3 separate regions of the Cricetulus griseus genome follow, and regions 1 and 3 are each linked to region 2. Evidence: chromatin contacts called from public Hi-C and Micro-C data. All regions are on one chromosome and are shown on one strand. Each heading gives the region's core, a stretch centred on a gene start, on an enhancer-like site or on the middle of the called end of the contact. The rest is flanking DNA. Distances are from core to core; before and after follow the strand shown. Region 1 holds the start of Bbs1 (Bardet-Biedl syndrome 1 protein). Region 2 holds the start of Rbm4b (RNA-binding protein 4B). Region 3 holds the start of Rce1 (CAAX prenyl protease 2).

Region 1 (2,900 bases), core at 77-2,576, 150 kb before region 2:
CCCAGGCTCAGAAGTACAGCTTGTAGAGTATGAGGCCTCAGCTGCTGGTCTCATCCGATCTTTCTGTGAGCGTTTTCCAGAAGATGGGCCTGAATTGGAGGAGGTCCTTACCCAGCTAGCCACAGCAGATGCCAGATTCTGGAGGGACCAGGTCAAGGAGGCCCCAGCTGGCCAGGCTTGAGAAGATTTCGTGATTCCTTTCCCCACTCCATAAACCTGTGTGTGTCATTAGGAGTGGGGGGTAGGGGTGGGCTCTGACTCTGGTGCTACCTCAACTGAGGGTGGTGATGCTAACCCTTCTATTTGTCAGCACTTTCTGGTTTACCAAGTACTTCCTCAGTTCCTTGGTCTGCGCTGCCATCTTTGGAGGGAGCTCCACAGGCTGCCTAGTCCAGTTTCCCACATGGGACAATGCAGTTCTGAGAAGTGACTGGTCTAAATCTGGTAGCTGGCATGTGACAGAGCCAGGGCTCAAAGCGTTCTCACCAAATCCAATGCTCTTCGTGTATTACTTTTATAACCAGAAAAATAAATACCACAAACAACCATCATTGCTATGTGTGAGATTCTTCCTCCCTGTGTTCAGAGCCTGGGGAGGGCACAGTACCGCACTTCTGGCTTCCAGTCCACAACAGGATTTTGCTATCGTCTCTAAAGGAAAGCACAGAGGCATAGTATGAGTTCTGCAGCTCTCCTTTGTGACATATTTTTTTTAAAGATTTTATTTATTTATTATGTTTACAACATTCTGCTTCCATTCTGCACATCAGAAGAGGGCACCAGATCTCATAACGGATGGTTGTGAGCCACCATGAGCAGTCGGTGCTCTTAACCTCTGAGCCATCTCTCCAGCCCCCATGACATATTTTTAATATTTTTTTTTCTGTGTATGTGTGCATTTTCTCACTGTGGGCTGGTCCCAGCAGAAGCTAGAAGATAGTATCATATCCCCTAGAACTAAACTTAAAGAATTGTGAGCTGCCATGGGCTGCTGAGAAGCAAACTGGGGTTCTCTGCAAGAGCAGCAAGCGTCTTGTACTTTAAACTTTCAGGAGCTTAAGAGCTAGTACCCATCAACTTGAGATCCTGCCCTTTAATCCTCGTGGTTTGGGTCTCAGAGCTTGGACCTCTACAGTCAGAAGAAAGGACATGACACTTTTCGACTGGGCTAACCATAAAAATTGAGGCAGTTCATTTTGATGATCTTAACCTCCAACAAGAGCTCCTCCCCAGCCCTCGAAGCCCAGGACCCTGTTATTGGTGCAGAAACCATAAGTCAAAATAATGTAAGAGGAAATGCTGGCAAGGAAACGGGCTGGTTCCAGCCGGGACAATTACATCCCCGGAACGTTTGTTTCTGTGCTTTCTGGTGTCCGGATTCTATTGGGCGTTGCGCTATAGCGGAGGTGGTTGCCAAGGCGACGCTAGGGAAGATGGCTGCGACGTCTTCAGCGGATTCCGACAGCGGGAGAACTGAGAGGTGAAGTCCCGGTTCCTTAGGGCTTCCTTTCCCTCAGATGAGTAGACCGCGCCTTGGTGCCGAGTCCCGGGCTCTTGCTTTCGGGCTGCGCTGAAAGTTCTGAAAGGGCCGTTTAGAAATCAGTAACGGAAACCAAAGGCCAAGAAGCGTCTGTGTTTGTGATTGGCTGATCACCCCGGGCGCCAATTGATCCCAGATTCTCCTTTCTCCGTGTTCTCAGGCTCGGGCATCATCTTACTCAGAACTTTCTTCCTTTCCCGTGAGACTCACTTTTTCCAACTATCCTCTCCTTTCCCTCACAGCAGCGAAGCCAATTCGAAATGGCTGGACGCGCACTACGACCCCATGGCCAACATCCATACCTTCTCCCCCTGCCTGGGTGAGTCCCCAGACCTGGGAAAGCCCGGATTCTAGGAGGATGGAAGGATCGGGTAATGGTGAAGCCTTTGGAGCTCCCACTTACGACCCTCTGTGTTTTCCAGCTCTGGCAGATTTGCATGGCGATGGGGAGTACAAGGTAGGCAATCAGAAAGTTGAGTGGGGAAAACTCAGAAGTGAGATTTGCAGAGAGGGGCAACATACTCTAGAACCCATTCGTACTGAAAAGGCACATTTAGTTGCAACTCCTTTATTTTTTTAATTTTTAAATTTATTTAACTTGTTTTTATGTGCATTGGTGTGAAGATATCAGATCCGCTGGAACTGGAGTTACAGACAGTTTTGAGCTGCCATGTCGGTGCTGGGAATTGAACCTGGGTCTTCTAGAAGGGCAGCCAGTGCTCTCAACCGCTGAGCTATCTCTCCAGCCTCCAGAACTTCTTTCTTTCAATAATTTATTTATTTTTATTTTGTGTGCATTGGTTTTTTTTGTTTTGTTTTGTTTTGCATGTATGTCTTATGAGGGTGTCGGATCCTTTAGAACTGGAGTTACAGACAGTTGTGAACTGCCATGTTGGTTGCGGGGAATTGTCCAGGGTCCTCTGGAAGGGCAGCCAGTCCTCTTAACCACTATTTTATTTAGATAGTAAACATTAATTTTATAACATGATCTGTAGAAATAAAGCAGAAAAAAGTTGTAGATTTATAATGGTCAGATATATAATTCTCTAAAAATTAATTTGGGGGTGGGAGTAGTGATGCATGTCTTAATTACAGCATTTGGAGAATAGAGACAGATAGCGATCTCTGTGAGTTTGAGGCTGGCCTGACAAGTTTGAGCCCAGGCAGAACTACATAGTGAGACCTTGCCTCAAAACAAACAAACAAAAACCCACAAAAAACCAATCCCCATCCCAAAACAAAATTAGCAACAAAGTTAAAAATGAGATTTTATTTATTTAGTGGGGAGGTCAGGTGACAACTGTTGAGAGTCAGTTCTCTTCCGTGCAGGTTTCAGTGACTGAACTCCAGTCGTCAGGTA
Region 2 (2,700 bases), core at 134-2,633:
TACTGGAAAATATAGTGTACTAAGAGTACACTATATACTTAGGATAGTAAACATCATCTATCCATTTCAATTAAAAGAGAATGAAAGAAGCCACTCTCACAGCCCCATGGTCTTATGTTCTTGCCTCTGCCTTGACTTAGACTCCAGGAAGCTCTGCCACCCAAGCCCCACAACAGTTCACCTTGAAACTCTGTGTTGTCAAGGCCCCTGATGGCCTCCACGGCATCCTCTGCCCGCTCCATGTGTACAAAGGCATAATCTTTCACGATGTCACATTCGATGACTGGGCCATACTCCTCAAACTTGGCCCGAAGCTCTTGGTTGGTACAAGTGGGGCTGATGTTGCCCACATGTAACTTGGTTGAAGCTTTGCTCTTATTTTTGCTGGCTTCCACATTGATGTTCACTCCGTGCAGCTTGTAGTGGTGCAGGTTGCGTATGGCATCCTCAGCGGCCGTCTTGTCCTCTATGTGCACAAAGCCATAGTTCTTAATGATGTCACATTCTAGCACCTTCCCGTACTGCTCGAAGAGTGAGCGGATCTCTTGCTCTGTGGCCTCCCGGGGCAGATTTCCAATGAACAGCTTCACCATCCTGACAAGAGCCTGGCAGATTACAAACAACATTTCAAAAGTCAGGCGTGAAGTGAGACATAGCATTGCAGCATTTCCATTTAATGGCCCAATTATTAATATCTTCCCGACCCTCACATAGGTAATTTATTCCTTTTGAGAGAGAAATAGCAGTTTGTTCCTAAGTAGTGCAAGCTGTGTGGCAATGCCAACAGAAGATCGGAGGGCAGAGTGCACAACTAGGTCCAACATCTCTGTGAGGTCAGGTACATCTAATCTACAAGGTTAGCTGTTTCAAGGCTTAGCACAGGGAAGAAAACGCCAAGCAGAACGCAAGAAACATCTGAATGTTCCTAGTGACAAGATTTTGGAGGGAAATCTGTGTGCCTCTCCACAGCGCGGCATCACTTCCCACCACACTCTTAAGAACGAAAAGCCCTCTTACTCCCCACACCTGAACCCCCTTCCTCAGCGGCCCAACCTCCAGCTGCTACATCCCAACAAAGACTCGGCCCGACCCCTGCCCCGCCCCCTCCGGAGACCCGGCCCCGCCTCCTTCCCTTGTCTTCCCGGGACCTTCCTCAGAAGATGAGTAGCCCCAAACCTGGGCCTCCCTGGCCCTCCCGAGGCCCGGCCGGGCTGCTCCCGGGCTCCCCACACACCCACAGCATCCTCTCCTACCTCCGGGTGGTGCTGGCGGTGGCGGCGGGTCCCGCGTCAGAGAGAACCCTACAAAATGGCGACGGCCGCTCGAGCCTCGGCGCGACCGAGCGCTTTCTCGCGCGCCAGCTCACGCACGCGCGAGTGCGCGCTGCCTGCCTCCCCTCCCCCTCGCAGGAGCGGGGCGACCAATCCTGCGGCCGCACACAAATGGCCGCCCCCGTGCGGGGGCGGGGTCATGTGGTGACGGCACTGCGGGGTCAGCCCGCCCCCAGCCCCGGATAGCCAATCACCACCTTGGGAGAGGGTCGCGGCTTGCGCGTCAAAAGATCTCTGGAAGCAACCCCTGCCTTGGCAAAACAGTAAGCGCAGGGGGAGTATCTAACCATCACAATGGATCGTGCTATTAGCCCACTGTCGAGGGAGGCTGATGACAAAGGGTTGTTTCACTGGGCCCGCTAGAAGGGGGTTTTCTCAAGCTCTGTGGCGGCTGAGAGCGATACTTCAGAAGTCTAAGCACCCCATCTTAACCTAATCTCTCCCTTATTTGGATGGGAGGGAGCGAGCAACTCCCTTAAAACAACTTAATTTTCGCTGCAATTGTGGTGTTCATTGGCGAGAAAATAGAGACTGAGAATCGAGGGACGAAAAGGTGATCTGTGACAGAGCTGGGTTAGAACGAGGAAGGTATTTCTCTATCCAAACTGTACTTTGTCATGTTTATTCATGAATATACGTGCGCTGGGTTTTCCCTCTCTCGTTGTGTATCTGCCTGTCATGGTTCCTGAAATGTGGTAAGCACCCTCCCCCCCCCAAAAAAAAATGGTGTAGAAGTCCAGAGAGAGTCCGGGTTTGGGGATGTGAGTGTGACAAGGGGCTCCACATCCAGTCCAAGCTGCCAGAGGTACAGGCAATTGTCAGGCTCCTGACTTTCAGCTGCGGTCCAAGGGCACCTCCTGGTGGCAGAAGGGTACTAGCTAGGTGGATTATTCACTATCCCATTCAACAAAGAGTATTTGGGCCATTTAGAGAGATTGATGGGTTGAGTTTATTTCCTGGTAGAGATACTAGGATGATTGTTAAACACCATTCTCCATTGTGGTAGTTTCAACACCAGCTTCTCCAATACTATAAAGATCAGTTGCCCAAGCTACTTGGAAACATTTCTGTCACCAAATCCATGTTTCCTACTCATTTCAGAAGCCATTGTCTTTCTAATTGTAATAACAGACACATATTTATTTATTTATTTATTTATTTATTTATTTGTTTTTCGAGACAGGGTTTCTCTGTGGCTTTGGAGGCTGTCCTGGAACTAGCTCTTGTAGACCAGGCTGGTCTCGGAACTCACAGAGATCCACCTGCCTCTGCCACTGGAGTGCTGGGACTAAAGGTGTGCACCACCACCCTCCCGGCAACAAACATATTTTTAAAATTAAAAATTTTGGTTTTGTTTTTCGAAACAGAG
Region 3 (2,762 bases), core at 70-2,569, 130 kb after region 2:
CTAAGGCAAAGACGCTGTAAATTTGCACCTAAGGGGTGGGTGGGGGCGGGGGCGGGGCGTGCAGCTCAGTGGCAGAGTGTTTGTTGTCTAGACCCTGAGTTTGATTCCACAAGTGAACCTGTTACAGACAAGCTAACAGTAGTTCTCAACCTTCCTAACGTTAAAATGCAACCCTTATGTTGTGGTGCCCCCCACACACACACCGTAAAATTATTTTCGTTGCTACTCCATAACCGTAATTTTGCTATTGTTATGAATCAATTAAGTATCTGATATGCAACCCCTGTGACAGACAGGGCTTCGACCCAAAGGGGTCTCGAGCCACACAAGTCGAGAATCACTGGGCTCGTGTCTGTAATCCCAGCGTTTGGGAGACAGAAGCAGGATGATCAGTTTAAGGCCAGCCTTACACGAGAGCCTGTTTAAATATCAACAACAAGAAGCTGTCACTGTAGTAACTGCCTAAACACCAGAGAGACTGAGATGCTTTCTGCCCGAAGCAATCGGAGCTTGAAATTCATATTACTCAATCTGAGCGGATAGTAACAGATGCCCCTAATCAAGGTCCAGCTAAAAGGGGAAGGAACGCTACGGAAGGCCAGGCGCTGAAAAGGATTTCAGCTGGAAGGATAGAGTGGGAGAGTTCATTAAGAATACCCCCTCGCTCACCCCCCACGCCCCATCCCCGCCTCAAGACTCCAGCGCCAGCACAAGGCTGCGGGAGCGAGGTGAAGTGAACCTGTCTTCTCCTAGAGACCGGCGGGCAAGCTGAAAACAAGAGGCTCAAGAGAAGAAGCCCCAGCCAGGGCAGGGAAGAATCGCCAGCTCTGTGCCCCGCCGAGGACCCGAGCCCTCCAGAGTCCGCCACGCGCCACCAGGAGCCCGCCGTGGCCTCCCCCATTGCCGGAGGACCACAAGCCCCAGCAGCCCGCGGCAGGGCCCCGGCGCCCGACGCAGCGAGCGCTGCGGGCGGCCTGGAGGTACCGTGGCGGGCGCAGGAGGGACAGGCGGCTGCGGGCCTGGGCGGCTGCGGGCCTGGGCGGCTGCGGCTGGGTCCTCACCACCGTCTCCTCTACTCCCGCAGGACCTGTGGCTGCAAGAGGTCTCCAATCTGTCCGAGTGGCTGAGTCCGGGGCGCAGGCTCTAAGTGCCCCCTGCTGAGAATCCCATCGGGCCAAACATGCCCCGGGCACGCGTGTCCCGCGCTCTAGGGTTCAATAAAGCGGCTGCCAGCAAGACGCGTCGACTACAGTTCAAGGGGAGGGGCGCCCCGGGGGAGCCGGCGCTCGCGCCGCCACCTGACGTCATCCACGTAGTTGCGTCACTGCTGCGCGCCGCGGGTCCGGGCGTGATGGCGGCGCTGGGCGGGGACGGGCTGCGTCTACTGTCGGTGTCGCGGCCGGAGCGGCAGCCCGAGTCAGCCGCGCTGAGCGGCCCGGGCCCGGGGCTGTGCTGCTGGGTGTCCGTGTTCTCCTGCTTCAGTCTCGCCTGCTCCTATGTGGGCAGCCTCTACGTGTGGAAGAGCGAGCTGCCCAGGTGTGGGGGCTGCGCGCGCGGCCGGGATCCGCGCCCCCGCGAGGCGGGGCAGGGGCGGAGCTTGGGCCGACGGGGGTGGGGCCGCGGCGGCCAGCGGCTGCTGCAGGCCCGCTCAACCTACGGCTCCCTTCCTAGGGACCACCCTGCTGTCATCAAGCGGCGTTTCACCAGCGTCCTGGTGGTCTCCAGCCTGTCCCCTCTCTGCGTGCTGCTCTGGAGGGAACTCACTGGCATCCAGGTGCGAAGGCGGCGGGGCGCGGGCAACCAGGGAAAGGATCCCAGGTTTTGTTGTGGGAGGGAACATCACTGATGCCCCCTTTCCTGTGGCTCAGCCAGGCACATCACTGCTCACCCTGATGGGCTTCAGGCTGGAGGGCATTTTCCCAGCAGCTCTGCTGCCCCTGCTGCTAACTATGGTGAGTCCTGCTTCCTTTTTCCTACTCTGTTGTCACTAGTGTAATGAAATGCCCCGTGTCCAGCCTGCCTTTGGCAGATGACAGACAGAAACTATGATGTGGCCCTTGAGCCCCCAGGTGTGTATTGCTGGGAAACCCTAGAACTCGGGAAGCCTGAGGTCTCATGACACTGACCAAGGGCACTGGATTGTGGTGGGGCTTTCATTTGATCTGGTTTTTTTTTTTTTTGCCCCCAGATCCTATTCCTGGGTCCACTGATGCAGCTCTCTATGGATTGCCCGTGTGACCTGACAGATGGGCTGAAGGTTGTCCTGGGTGAGTCTTCAAGACTGAGGAAAAGGTAGGCACAGGCAGTCCAGGACACTGGGGAGAGGAGTCAGTGAGATGTGATCTGGACTGAAGAGGTGAGATGTCACCTCTCTGGGTGTGTTTCTTCATCAGTAAAAGGCATCATACTGCTGGGTACCTTGTAAATTCCTGGTACTCGAGGAGGCCTTTCAGGACCCAAAACAGTACTTGATATGGGTCAGACAGCATCTTCCCTTGTTCTTCCATCCTTTGGCTTCCCCAAATACTGGCCTTGATTGAATTTTGGTATCAGAATTTACTATGACTCCCTCGTATACTGTTGCCTTACCTTACTGTTGTCAATTATATCTCAAGATATTGAAATTAGGTCTTATAAAGTTTGTTCCCTTCCCCATTCTGATTCTCAGGATTCCTGACCTGAGTTTGGCCAGAATAAATCTGTGGGAGAGGGCCCCTGAGAGGAGTGAGTATTTTTAGTAACTTGGCACTCATTACTTATCC

The links. A called contact is a pair of places that touch in the nucleus more often than the background predicts.
Region 1: a Hi-C map of fibroblasts shows a contact between it and region 2, with 6 times the contacts expected there. The contact joins the promoter of Bbs1 here to the promoter of Rbm4b in region 2. A contact is called at or near these places in 3 of 8 Hi-C or Micro-C datasets (the CHO-K1 cell line and fibroblasts).
Region 3: a contact with region 2 is called in a Micro-C map of the CHO-K1 cell line, with 3 times the contacts expected there. The contact joins the promoter of Rce1 here to the promoter of Rbm4b in region 2. A contact is called at or near these places in 6 of 8 Hi-C or Micro-C datasets (the CHK-Q cell line, the CHL-YN cell line, the CHO-K1 cell line and 2 more).

Annotation. Positions count from the first base shown.
Region 1 is chr3:54,379,221-54,382,120 of CriGri-PICRH-1.0, forward strand. It overlaps Bbs1 (Bardet-Biedl syndrome 1 protein), which reads left to right and starts at 1,327. Exons shown (of 17, transcript XM_027408654.2): 1 at 1,327-1,480; 2 at 1,783-1,859; 3 at 1,963-1,997. The coding sequence starts at 1,434. Dpp3 (dipeptidyl peptidase 3) reads left to right here. Exons shown (of 18, transcript XM_027408652.2): 18 at 6-551. The coding sequence ends at 181.
Region 2 is chr3:54,527,378-54,530,077 of CriGri-PICRH-1.0, forward strand. Rbm4b (RNA-binding protein 4B) reads right to left here and starts at 1,384. Exons shown (of 4, transcript XM_027408670.2): 1 at 1,254-1,384; 2 at 182-605. The coding sequence starts at 593. LOC118238543 (a long non-coding RNA gene) reads left to right here and starts at 1,392. Exons shown (of 2, transcript XR_004769052.1): 1 at 1,392-1,594.
Region 3 is chr3:54,658,178-54,660,939 of CriGri-PICRH-1.0, forward strand. It overlaps Rce1 (CAAX prenyl protease 2), which reads left to right and starts at 1,320. Exons shown (of 8, transcript XM_035442046.1): 1 at 1,320-1,536; 2 at 1,672-1,774; 3 at 1,869-1,952; 4 at 2,189-2,267. The coding sequence starts at 1,352. CUNH11orf80 (type 2 DNA topoisomerase 6 subunit B-like) reads left to right here. Exons shown (of 17, transcript XM_027408677.2): 17 at 754-1,270. The coding sequence ends at 1,127.